Linked DNA regions of Mus musculus: all the other regions are linked to region 2. The links are chromatin contacts, called in public targeted proximity ligation maps. All regions are on one chromosome and are shown on one strand. The core of a region is the stretch at or near the end of the contact, and the rest is flanking DNA. Distances in the headings are between cores, read along the strand shown.

Region 1 (3,743 bases), core at 197-2,696, 130 kb before region 2:
GTTGCACCTCACACTGACCAGGTGCATGGCACTTTAGGGGCTTCATCAAAACTGATAAGACAGGAATCAGGACCAGTTTCTGGGAAGTCAAAGTCTCAGGACCATAATAACATTGACCCTGATAGTCAATGACTACTTTTGCTGTACTGTGGTCTCCAAAGGCCCAGGACAGCTATTAGGTCCATCTAGAAAGTTGCTGTTCCCAAAAAGAAAGTGGACTTGAACACTGTTTCCTGTGTATTAATTAACCAAATAATATGGCTGGGTGTGGTGGCATATGCCTTTAGTCCCAGCACTTGGGAGGCACAGTCAGATGGATGTCTGTGAGTTCAAGGCCAGCATATCATTTACATAGTTCGCTCTAGGCCAGCCAGGGTTACATAGCAAAACCCTGTCTCAAAAATACTCAATATTTTAATGTAAAAGTAAAAATATCCCAAGTCTCTTGTTTCTGACTCCTGGGCCAGTCTCATTAGGAGTCTCAAAGGGTCACATTCTGAATCAAGTCAGGACTGGAAATGTAGGCAGTTCAGCCCCACTGCCTAGAAATTGAATAAAACTAAGGGGGGGGGTGCATTTTCACAGTGTGCTCTCAGTTGAGAAAGCTGGGTAATGAACTTCAAATAGATTCAGGGATAATTTGGTGCCTTGATGGTAAACACTAGCTAGCACAGATAGAATATCTCATTTGGAATTACACAGCTGCTTTGTATTGCAAATGAATAATATGCCCAGCATTCACACAGAACCAGGAAGTCGGAATTTTATTTCAGTTTTCATCTCCACCTAAATGCAAAAGGCTGGCATGAAGGTAATTGGGAAACAATTATTACAGGTGGTTCACAGGGCTGCATAATCGAACAGCCACTGCTACTAGGCATAGACCCTCCTGGTTAACTCAGGCGTTACCACAGAAGAGTGGACGGGGCCCTTGTTATTTTACCAATACTGTTGAGAGTTAGTATTAAATACTCAGAAGGAGAATTTTCTAATGCTAGAAAGAAAAATTCCAAGTTAATTTAATCTTACAGGCTTTCTATTGTGAGAAGGCAATTTTGGTTGGTTGATTGGTTTTATTTATAATAAACTCCCATTCTATTTCATTTAGGCAAACAAATCTATGATTTGGGGAGAACTTGTTTCCAGCCTAAGAATTCAACGTAATTCAACGTAATTCCCTTGTAATATTCTGCAATGAAAGAGTATCAGTTTGCCATATTTTAACTATAACTCTAAACCAAGGTGACTTTGCCCCTAAAGAGACTTCATCAGAGACTGGAGACGTTTTAGATTGAGCATGACTGTGTACTGGAGGTAGAAGGACTTCCTCTGAGCAGCTGGTGCCAGGCAGGCACGCTGCTAAACATCCTTTGTACACAGGATAGTCTCCACTGACCAGTGGCGCTCAGTGCTGAGGGACAGAAGCCTGCTCCCAGTGTGGAACAGTGAAGGTATTTGTGGGAGCAGAAACAGAGGTCACCTCAACAGTACAAAGTCCTCAAGCCAGACAGCACGCTTCAGTTTGTTATAAGCTTCTATTTGCCAAGTGAATGTCTTATGACAGGCTAGCCACTGGAATGGGGGAAGAGATGAGGGCAACACAAATTATTACCCAAAATTAACTATGAGTTTCAAAGTAGGTTCCAAGGTATAAACCGCCTAAATTCACCTTGCTATACAATCTTGGTCCTCTAAGTAGAATAAACAAGGTTTGAAAGGGAGGGATGGGGAAGAAAGGGGCTTATGGTCCCCACCACGGTCATACTATGGCACCATGGCATGTAGCTGATACTCCCCCTTCTCAGAGGGAAGAAAATTTGGTGGCTCGCCTTAGACTCTCCTGTCTTTAGGAAAACACTGACTGATTTTTGACTGATGTGACATGTGAGGTGCTAAAGTATTCTCTACAAGACTAAGAGTTATAGAGGGTGAATTTGAAAACTATTCATCATTTCAAGTCACATACATAAAGATAGAAAGATATGAAATTTTCAAATACTTGACTTTTGTAAAAATAATGACTACCCGAGTTACTGAAAGTTAAACACCATTTTCATTGTAGCCAATCATCAGTCTCACAGGCCTGCATGAAATTTCTGAAGAGGAAATTCTTACACGATCAACAATTTATGAGCTCAAATCACTCGATTCCTCTAAGTTCGAAAAATAAGTGGACATATGGTACAAATTCTCACTCATTTCTACTTTATTTTGCAAGTGAGATGTGTAAAGCTCTCTGAGACCTTCCTGCCACACATGAGAACAGAGTAAAAGTTCTGGATTTACACCTCCCCCCATCTTTCCAACATGAAATTTTTATGAATTACATACATTGGCAGGTCAGGAAATTGGATGCCAATAAACCAGTCAATGGATTCTACTGAAAATGACAAATTCTATGAAAGAACAGAGTACGGCTTCCTGTGATGTTGCCCCGCCATTCTTAACTAAGCTCTGGGAACAGAATCAGAGTTTTGTACCTTTGAAGCCCAGGAATGTCCTTCTTCAGATGTCAGCTGCTAGAGGCTCTCATCCATACTCATAAAGAAATGGGGTCCACAAGGTACCTCCAATCAATTTCTTAGTAATTTTAATGCAGTTGAGTTGGAGTGAAGGGTAAATTATATCCTATACACATATACAGGTGGCTATTTTAGTTTCTAAGTCCATTAATATCCTTTGCACACTCAGAAAAAACAACAATCACGCCCAAATGCAGAGGCAAAGGCGGTGATGTGGGGTAGGTATTACAGTGAAATTAACAGTGTACGTACGTGCATATCTTGAAAATGCTAAAGACTCCGATCGCACTGTGTCTGTGGCACTGAAAAAGAAATGAACTGAAATACAAAAGCTTGTCCTCAACTCATGTAATTTTATTGTTTTTATCGTCTTTTAATGTACTTAGTCAGAGAAAGGGGAATTGACCGTCAGGCTCAAGGGGCTCCAGAAATGCTGACATTAAAATGACTGCAGAACCTGGAAAGAGAGACAGAGGTGATACAGCTGGAGGATGGGCAGAATGTGATGAGAGTGAAGCTTCTAGAATCGGAAATTCTCAGTGTGACGTGGGAGATTAAGTACTCCCGAGGCTACAGAGCATTTTCAAAGGGGGCATTAAATATCATAATCTTATATTCTGAATACAGAGGAATATCTCTCTTTTGGGGGATAGAAACCTTGGTGACTCCAGCTCTATGAAACCTTCTGGGCTGATAAAGATAAGCCCTGCTCTGAAGGAGCAGCCAAAAGAGACTCTCCTCTGGAGAGCAGGGGACAGTACCCAACAAATAAGAGGCCCAGAAGGCACAGGGCTCAGGAGCAGGGACAGGCGCAAGGACTGAGGATTTGAGATATCCATCCAGAGAGGGCACTAGAGTGCTAAAGATGGAAAAATTCCTGTTCCAATCATCTGAAAAACAGCTCTTACACAGAAGCTGGGGCCTAATTCTCTGGAGCCCATTCTGCTCTATGTGTAAACTCTTAGGGGAGGAGTGCTGGCAACTGACTTTCTAGAACTCCTTCCGAAAGCCACACGGACATCTGTGTGGATTATTTAGGTACCACCTAGCTGTCTCTTTCTTAAGTAACTTCCTCCTCCTTCTTCTCTGTTTGTTTGTTTGTTTGTTTGAGACAAGGTTTCTCTGTGCCCTAGCAGTCCTGGAAATGGATTTGTACACCAGGCTGACTTCAAACTCACAGAGATCTGCCTGCCTCTGTTTCCTGAGTGCTGGAATTAAAGG
Region 2 (4,313 bases), core at 1,358-3,857:
TATCAAACAGGCTACTTTATGAACAGCTGGGAAATGCTGTGTTTCAGGGCCCTTGGCGAAGTAGCTGTAACACCCAAATTTCTTTGCTCCATAGTGAATGTCTTGGTGATTCATCTGTGACATTGCCCTCGATAATGACAGGATATTCCTCAGGGCAAGAGCCTGTGGGACAGGAAAACACCACACAGCCTCAGGGGTTAGAAGATGATGATCAACCGCAAATCATGCACCCAGAACATGTAATTAGGATAAGGTGGGGGGGAAACTGAGTAATCCATATGAGATAAGGAGAGTTTCCCAGCGGTGGTGATCAGATGCCAATGGAATCTTTGGAAAGCAAAAATGAGGGGGAAAGACGGATGGCCTGGGAAAGACTTAGCAAACTGAAAAGCAAACTTTCAAGGCTAGCACTGATTAAAAGGAATATTCCCTTAAAAACCAACCAACCAACCAACCAACCAGTGTGATGAGATGTGGTCAGCACCCTCACAGGAAACTCAGAGTAAACTGACGGAAGTGCCCCTTCTCCTCAAGAGGTCAGAAAAGACCTGCACAGGGAGAGGAAATGAGGGGCGATTTTGGCTCCAAAAACTGATACCTCCCAAGTTTTCTCCTGAGTCCACGGGGAGACCACACTCCCAGCCTCCCTTGCAGTTGTTTGTTATACACCACGTGCCTGAGTCCTGCCCAATGATACGAAGGAAGAAACGCATCACTCTGTAATAATCATTAGGATCTCCTTCATAGTGGGCTCAGGTTGCCACACCCATACTGAAGGATCCTGAGTTACTGCACAACTGCAAAAATGCTGTATTACAACCTGGAAAATAAATAAACTTTTATTATACCAAGCCAGAGATCCAAAACTGTCCGCGACCGTGTGCAATCATCTCAACATCTTTTACAATACTCCCCGCTCTTATCTGTTGCCTTTTCAGATCACTGCCTAAGGGCGATGCACACCTCTCCTGTCCCCTGTCCTCCCCCATTACCTATCCCAAGCTGGCCTCAAACTCCCCAAGCTCCTGCAGAAGCCTTGGAAGTACTAGGATTGCAGATGTACATCACCACACCCAGCCCTCACCTCATTCTTGAACAAGGTGATTTCAGAAACTGTCAGAAACACTGGGAAACTGGCCAACTCTCTCTCATAGCTTACCCAGCAAAAAGCAAGGTGCTGCTGTCGTGTGGAAGGGGAAGAGAACACGCTCTTCATTCCAAAAGTTAGGTCAAAATAGTTTACTTATTTTTAATACTTTATTCTGGAAAATGCTAAGTATCTTACACAAGTAGAAATAACAGAGCAATGAACCTCAATGTATTGAGCAGCTAAATTTCATGTGGGGTATGGTGTGTGTGTATGTCTGTGTGTGTTAAGGTCTGTTACATATTAATTATTGAACTATGGCAGGACCTAGTGTACACAGTGAATGGGTATGTAGTAGAAGAACATATTCCGAGTCTCAAGACCCACCGGTTATTTTTAAGGAGTGCTGTGAGGATTAAATTAACCTAACAGTTCACAGCAAAATCATTTTCTTTCCCCTCCATTTCCCTGGAGGAATTTTAGGTTGAAGGGAGAGGTTTAGTGTGTCCTTCCTTCCTTGTCAAAACTCAGTTCCCTCTGGGAAGGCCAACACTCTGAAACTTTTCTCAGACACTGGCTGTTCTATGCATGGATGTATCTTGCCATGATTCCCTGAAGTAAGCCCCTACTTTGTGCAGAGGGCAAACACAGGGCCAGTTAGGAGGGCCTCAAAATGGCTCAGAGCCTCCCTCAGAAGGAGCCACCCTGCATGAAATTGGGAACACACTCCTACTTTCGATGTTTTTATACAGCGGAGTCCTCCATTTCCCCTTCTCCATAACTTCCCTCAAACTCCAGTCTTGTTAGTATCATCTAACCTTTTATTACACACTGACTGGGAATGGCCTGAAGAGGGCGTGGCCAAGGAGAACTCAGCATAGTAGCGCTTCTTCCAGAGGGCACACTCAGCAGTCTGGGTTCCCAGAGAAATGCCATCAATGAAACCTTCTAAAACACAGAAATTGTTCTGAATGGTAAGTCTGAGAAGCTGCCCTTACATTTAAGAGTAAAAATCCAGGACCCACAGGAAACACTGCCAATCTAATGCCTGCGACCCGCCATAGGAAAATGGCCTGGCCTTGGGTAACCCAACCAAGGATGAAAATGCAGCCAGTGCAGCCCCAGGAAGACATCTACAGAAGGCTGGGGCCAACCTCAGTCCTGGGGCCTGAAAGGCTCACTAGGAAAAGAGAGTCATATCGAGAATAATTGATTGACTTTTTTTCCTTCCCACTAAACATCTTAAGCGTTTAGCTCTATTCCCTATTAATCAGTGTGAGCTGGGGGCAAACCACCCAAAATGAACCTCAGCAGTATCTGGAAAAGGCTGAGGCTGCTGCGCTCAGCACAGTGAGCACCAGGCCCCAGCTTTGTTTAACAGTGCTTCAGTCTCTTTACAGATTATTAAAGGAAATATTTAACTAAAGGAAAGCTACTCGTGCACAGGATAATGGACATGGCCTCTGTCCACATGTTAATCATTTTACATAATTGATCAAACAGTCCTGCTCTCCTTCTCTGGGCCTACCCAGATCTTTAATTGTTTATCTTTAAAGTCCACAGCAGGAAAGCTTTGGCTTGTCCTCGCTTAGGTGGCTCGCCAGCTGCTCACACGGCAAGGAAAAACAATGTGTGTCTCACCAACAGATACACTGTGTGTGTACACATACACACAGAAAGGTGGTGTGCTGTGCACATTTGTGCGTGTGCATGTACAGGCCAGGCTTAGACATACCACGTCTTCCTCAGTTCTCTCTTATTTATAAAAGAGGGTCTTGCTCACTGAATCTAGACATCAGGTCGAGCTGCAGGAATCCCTCTGTGTCTTTTCCCCTGGGTGCCTAGATTAGAGAACTACACCACCACACCCAGGAGTTTATATGAGTACTCGGATCTCCACTAGCCCCTCAAATTTGTCTAGAAAGTGCTCTGCCAACTGAGCCATTTACCCAGCCCATAGGCTCACTGTAGTAAAGAATTAAACTGTAAACCTAAGAGACAGTGGAAATGGCTGGAGTCAATCAATGGTTCGTTTCCCATGCACCAAACTAGTGCTGCTTCCCCAGTGAAGGTAGTGCCTACGGGTTTGGCTTTTATTAACTAGATTTCCATTTATACTAACTGGGCTTGTAACTGTCCAAATTTTAGTAATGTCCTGATTGGACACCAGATGTCCTTTGGCGGGGGACCTTACATCCTTCCACTCCACTCTGACCCAGTATCTAGATCTATGCAACTTTTGAAGGGTCATTTCTTCTAATGGGACATTGTAGTAGCTCCAATCAAATGACCTCCTTTCTTTCTCTACAGGAGATTGACTCTCCTTTCAAGATGGCAGCCTCCCTTTAAAAGGCAGTCGGGTCTCTATATGCAGAGCTGGAAACCTCTCCCAGCTTGCCAAGGGACGTTTCATTCACGGCCTCCTGCTTTGTATTTGACATATACTTGTGGGTCATCCCTACACTGTGAATTCTAGAAGAGAATATCTCGTGTATTTATCTGACTTCCAGGGTATGGTATACTTCATACTGTGCATTCAATGATCAGATAAGAAAAGGAATAGTCCTGGAGTTCACATTGTCAGTACCGATGCTACATGAAGCAGGGTTTCCATACCCTGGCCTACAACAATATTCCAATGAAATAGGACCAAGACCCATTATTCAGCCCACTGCGCAGTCTTATTTTAGAGCTTCTAAGTCATTTCTCAAGTTCATCATCTTTTAAAATGTCCTTAAAATTCTCCTAAAGAATTAGCTGTTCTTCCTACTGACATGCATGTTTCTGACCCAAGGAAATAAAATATAAACTCTGTGCCATCAGATAAGGGCAGGCAGGCAGACAGGTGTCACTCCACTTTCTCATCCAAGTCTATGTGACTAATGATAGCTATTTAGGCTCCAGAGTATTCATACAGGAAAAGGCTACCTGACTGCCCACAGTTAGTTAAATGTGAAGTCAGGCATGTCCTGTCCTGGTCCTGGGTTTCCCAGACACACACACACACTGTCCAGGGTTAACACGTCCATTGTCCTATGATTGTCTAAAAGCGCTGACTCAGTGATTACTACAGGAACTATTAATCACATAGAAAAAAATTTTTTACAAGTCGTTTGGTCCAGAACTTGAAGGACAGATTTCTGAGAGACCAAAAAAATCCAAACAGACTGCCTTTTAAATGTGTGTGTGTGTGTGTGTGTGTGTGTGTGTACACCTTCTTTTATTC
Region 3 (4,057 bases), core at 1,539-4,038, 160 kb after region 2:
GTAGATCCAGTTTAATTACAGCTCTATGCTTTCTAGTCTGTTCCTGCTCTCTCTTCCTCTCTCTATGTAGGAAAACTTGACATATAAATCCTACCCCCTTCTCCGGATAGACACAATATTCTTGCCTGAATTGTAACATTCTAGTGGTCAATTTTCACAGTCAATTCAGGACTCCAACCAAGCTCTGTTTGCTGTGGGGTGTTGGCCCTGCATACCAGGGCTACCAATGCATGCTCTATAAGCAGTTTTCCTGCTCATCTGGAGTCACACCAAGCCTGTTACTCATATTGGTACCAGACTGTCACCGGGTACAGATATGACCCATTTTCCCCTTAATTCTATCAAAATTAAATAATACTTGACTACTGTCTCTAAGCCAAACTGTTCCCATCTCCTTTAAAAATAAATAAATAAACTGACCTACTATAAAGTTGTGTGCAGATCAAACAAAGCTTGAACTATTCCAAGACACTTGTTAAATACAAGAACATGGGAAGTTAGGGCTCTCAACCCTCCTGATGCTATGACCTTTTGACATAATTCATGTTGGGGTGAGCCCCCCAACCATAAAATTATTTCATTGCTACTTCATAACTGCAATTTTACTACTGTTGTGAATCATAATCTAAATATCTGATATGTGACACCCCAAGAGGTGGCAACCCACAGGTTGAGAACCACTGCCTTAAAGAAGGGCCACCACCGGAGGTGTCTGTGTGGCCTGTAAGCTGGTTGTGTCCTGTTTATGAAGCTAGCAGGCATGCTCTTCCATATGGATTTTTTTCTACCTCAATTAAAAATATTGGCCTGTGTGTCAACTCTGCCTAAAGTAGGTAACTAGGAAAACTTGAAACTTTGGCATCTTTTAATTCAGTTCATCTTAATACCATGTTCAAGGTTTCATTTTGCCTCTTTCTCCTTGAATAAAATTGTATTTTCGTTACAAAGACTACCTATGTGTCTTTTTTTCTTTTACTTCAGTCCTGATTGAGTTTATCAACCAGCCAAACATTAAAGAGTTAAGCCTGTATTGGCACCTTATTTATACTATAACTTCCTTCCTCTATAGAGAAATAATTGCAGAAAACACAGGAAATGGCTTCTCCACAAAGGGTAAGAGTAGGTTCTGGCTCCTTTCCCAGGATCAGCAACTTCAGAACAACTCTTGCCATCTTGGAGAATTACAAACTAACATTCCAACTCCGGTGATCAATAACTATGATGCCAATATAGACAGAATGCCCTCAGGCCTACTTTACTAGTAGTAAAGGCAACGGGGGACGCGTTTCGGGGAGGAGAGCTAGTGAGAGAGAACACTGGCAGTCCTCCAAAATCAAATGATCCTGAATGCCACATGAAGAAAGGCAGAACTTTTACAAAGCATCACTTCCAGCCATTCAACTGTCCCCAGTCGGGATTTTTTTTTTTTTTTTTTTTGGGTCAGGCAAAAAATCCACCCCACTAGGTATACTCCAGAGTCCATCCAAGGAGAGTCACTTTCCAAACGGGACAACTCCAGGTATCCAAACTCTGCTAACCGGAAGAACTTTGGTAGAATCGCCAATGAAACTGGTGGAAACATTGGATGGACCAACGATGGCGTGAAGAAAAGCCACTCTACCTGAACTGACCTCAAGGGAAGCAAGGAGACAGGGAATCCACCCAGAGCACACAGAAGTAATTACTCACTCTGAAGGAGGCCTGAGTCCTGACAGGAAAGAAAAGACACGAACTAAGTAGCAATAAGAATGGGAAGAAAGCCTCCTTCAGTTCAAGGGGGAGGGGCTGGAGCTCCTCTAAATGAACACTGTAGCAGATCCTAGTAAAGGCCTTAAATGTCAGCAGTTCTCACTAGAGAAGGGGGGGGGGTGCCCTCTCACACAGTTCTCTCTCTATAGATCATTTCCAGGGACAGCCTTCATTGTTTTTCTGCAAACTTTTGCAGGCTGCACCTGCTTTGTGTAGCCTCACAGGAAACCAAAGAGAAAAAGGAGGAGTAAGAATTTTTAAACTAACCCAAATTCATTTTTACAATGAATCAAAATTCCTAACGTAGTCTAAAAATTGAAGTCCAACGGGCACGGAGACATTTAGGGAACCGGGCCTGGCTACTTCCCAATGAAGAAATCGTGACTCATCAAAGCTTCAGAACGGACACAAGAGAGTTTGCATTTGTCTGGAGTTCACCTTCGGGCCAAGAAATGCTCTCCACTGTGAGCCTCAGTGTTTTTTCTAGATGCTTAAGTTTGGCAGGGGTTCTTTCTCTGGGTCCCATAACCCAGAGAACTGGTCCACTGGGGGGAGCTGTATAAACTTCTCTTTCCTCACCAACTCTAGGGCCACCTGAGACCACTACCCCCAATTCAAGAGATGTTGAAGTCCTAAAGCTCTAAGGAATTGGAAAGGTGTCCTCTCCAATTGCAATTGCTGGAGTGCAGTCCCTGCGGGCACTGCTCTGGAGAATTCCGGAAGTGATCCCCTACACTCTATCCCATGGGACCTAGCGGATGTCAAGGAAGACAAGCCAGGAAGGGAGGTACACAGAGCAGAGGAACCAGGAGTGGCTAGGGGTGCGGGGTCAAGATGTGCGGCCCGGGACAGTGGGTGAACACCCCTCCTGGGGTCCTCAGCACCCTCCCACACACGGCACACCCACACACCTTTGCCCCGCGGGGGGTCTTGGGTCCTAGCCTCAGGGATCTCCGGAGGTGAGCGAGGGGCGGGTCCGGAGGTGAAGTGGAGCCTTCCCGGTGCTCTGGGCAACCAGACCGCCCCCGCTCTCCCCCCTCCCCCTCCCGCGGCGCGAGCGAGAGAACGCAACAAAACAAAACAAACTCGTGCCGGCTTCCTGTTGTGCAACCACTTTCTGAGTAAGTAAGGGGCTGAAAGGCCGCCAGTTAGGAAGCCGGGCTGCGGGGGACCCTGCTGGCCAAAGCACCCGGAGCCGCACTGGGGTACATAGGGCCCTGCACTGTGACCCTGTCCGGACCACGGGGCGACTACCCTCCCTGCCCCCACGAGTGTCGTTTTGCTATTGCCTCCCAAACACACTACCAGATCTAAGGGCGCGACCTCGACGAACCTTTTTGCCAAAAAAAGAAAAAAAAAAAGGAAACCTCCAAAAGTTTCCTCCAGGTACCTACTTGAATCATCCATAGTAGGATGACAAATCCGCCCTGGTCAAGGTTTTCAGACACTTGGGTGAGTTTCTCGTCCCCCGGGTGACTTGTCAGCTCTAGTGAGTAACTTGGAACTGTTGCTTGGGGCAAGGTGTGTGTCTAGGAGAGCCAACAGCTCACTCACGCTTTCCAGAAAGTGATCCCGACCGACTTCAAAATAGACACAGGGTCATTTATAGGGACCGGAGCCTTGAAGCGGGACTCGAGACAGACATTTCCCAAACAGTGCTGACATTTTGTCCCCGGCCCATAAAAATGTAAACGCGAGGTGACAAACCCGGCGGGGAGTGCTAGGTGTCTGAATGTGTCTGCGATTTCGTGGCGTGGGAGGTTACAGTTGAAAACTTGGCGGCTGCGGGTCGATGCACCGCTCCTAACTAGTAGCTGTGCCCCCAAACCCGAGGACCTCACTGAACAATGGGGACACCAACTTGGATGAGACGGAGAAGTGAAAAACAGCCTTCGTGGCGCCCCATAAACACGTGGAAGCCGAAAAGACAACTACAACCCCGACTGTGAGCTAAAGACCTCAAAGTCCCATCACTCCCCACTTTGCCAAAGTTTCCCTAAGTAGGACCCCGGTGCTCGCCCTGTATCTGGCCCTGATTGTGTAACCTTCTGGTACCTGTATTTTCAGTTAAAAGGCACGGAGACTCTCCCTCATAAACGAAACTTCCACACCTTGTTGGTTTCCTTTCTGTCTACACCCCGCGCTCTTAGGTAACTGACAGCCAGTTTGATGGCTAAATGAGTATTGCCATCAGCCTCGGTAAGGTGTGCCTAGGTCTCTAGAAGCCCTGTGAGTCTGGGGGAGTTGGTGTGCTCCTGTCCTCAAACCCGTGCGAATGCCACCAAGCCGGCATGCAGAAACTCTTTCT

Evidence for each region.
Region 1: a contact with region 2 is called in a targeted proximity ligation map of kidney, with 2.6 times the contacts expected there. A contact is called at or near these places in 14 of 484 Hi-C or Micro-C datasets (3T3-L1-derived adipocytes, brown adipocytes, conventional type 1 dendritic cells and 7 more), 4 of 130 datasets of targeted methods (a beta-TC-6 cell line, fibro-adipogenic progenitors, kidney and 1 more) and 1 of 9 other capture datasets (embryonic stem cells).
Region 3: a contact with region 2 is called in a targeted proximity ligation map of pancreatic cancer cells. A contact is called at or near these places in 2 of 39 promoter capture datasets (hippocampal neurons and stem cell-derived epiblast-like cells), 5 of 130 datasets of targeted methods (embryonic fibroblasts, embryonic stem cells, kidney and 2 more) and 3 of 9 other capture datasets (adipose tissue, liver and pancreatic islet).

The regions. Positions count from the first base shown.
Region 1 is chr19:28,389,670-28,393,412 of GRCm38.p6, forward strand. All of the region lies in intron 4 of Glis3 (GLIS family zinc finger 3), which reads right to left. Among named protein-coding and RNA genes, the nearest start is that of Gm35866, 27 kb to the left of the region's middle.
Region 2 is chr19:28,518,379-28,522,691 of GRCm38.p6, forward strand. The region is part of intron 4 of Glis3 (GLIS family zinc finger 3); the gene reads right to left. Among named protein-coding and RNA genes, the nearest start is that of Gm35866, 160 kb to the left of the region's middle.
Region 3 is chr19:28,675,436-28,679,492 of GRCm38.p6, forward strand. It overlaps D930032P07Rik (RIKEN cDNA D930032P07 gene), which reads left to right and starts at 2,789. Exons shown (of 5, transcript NR_045330.1): 1 at 2,789-2,870. The region is part of intron 1 of Glis3 (GLIS family zinc finger 3); the gene reads right to left.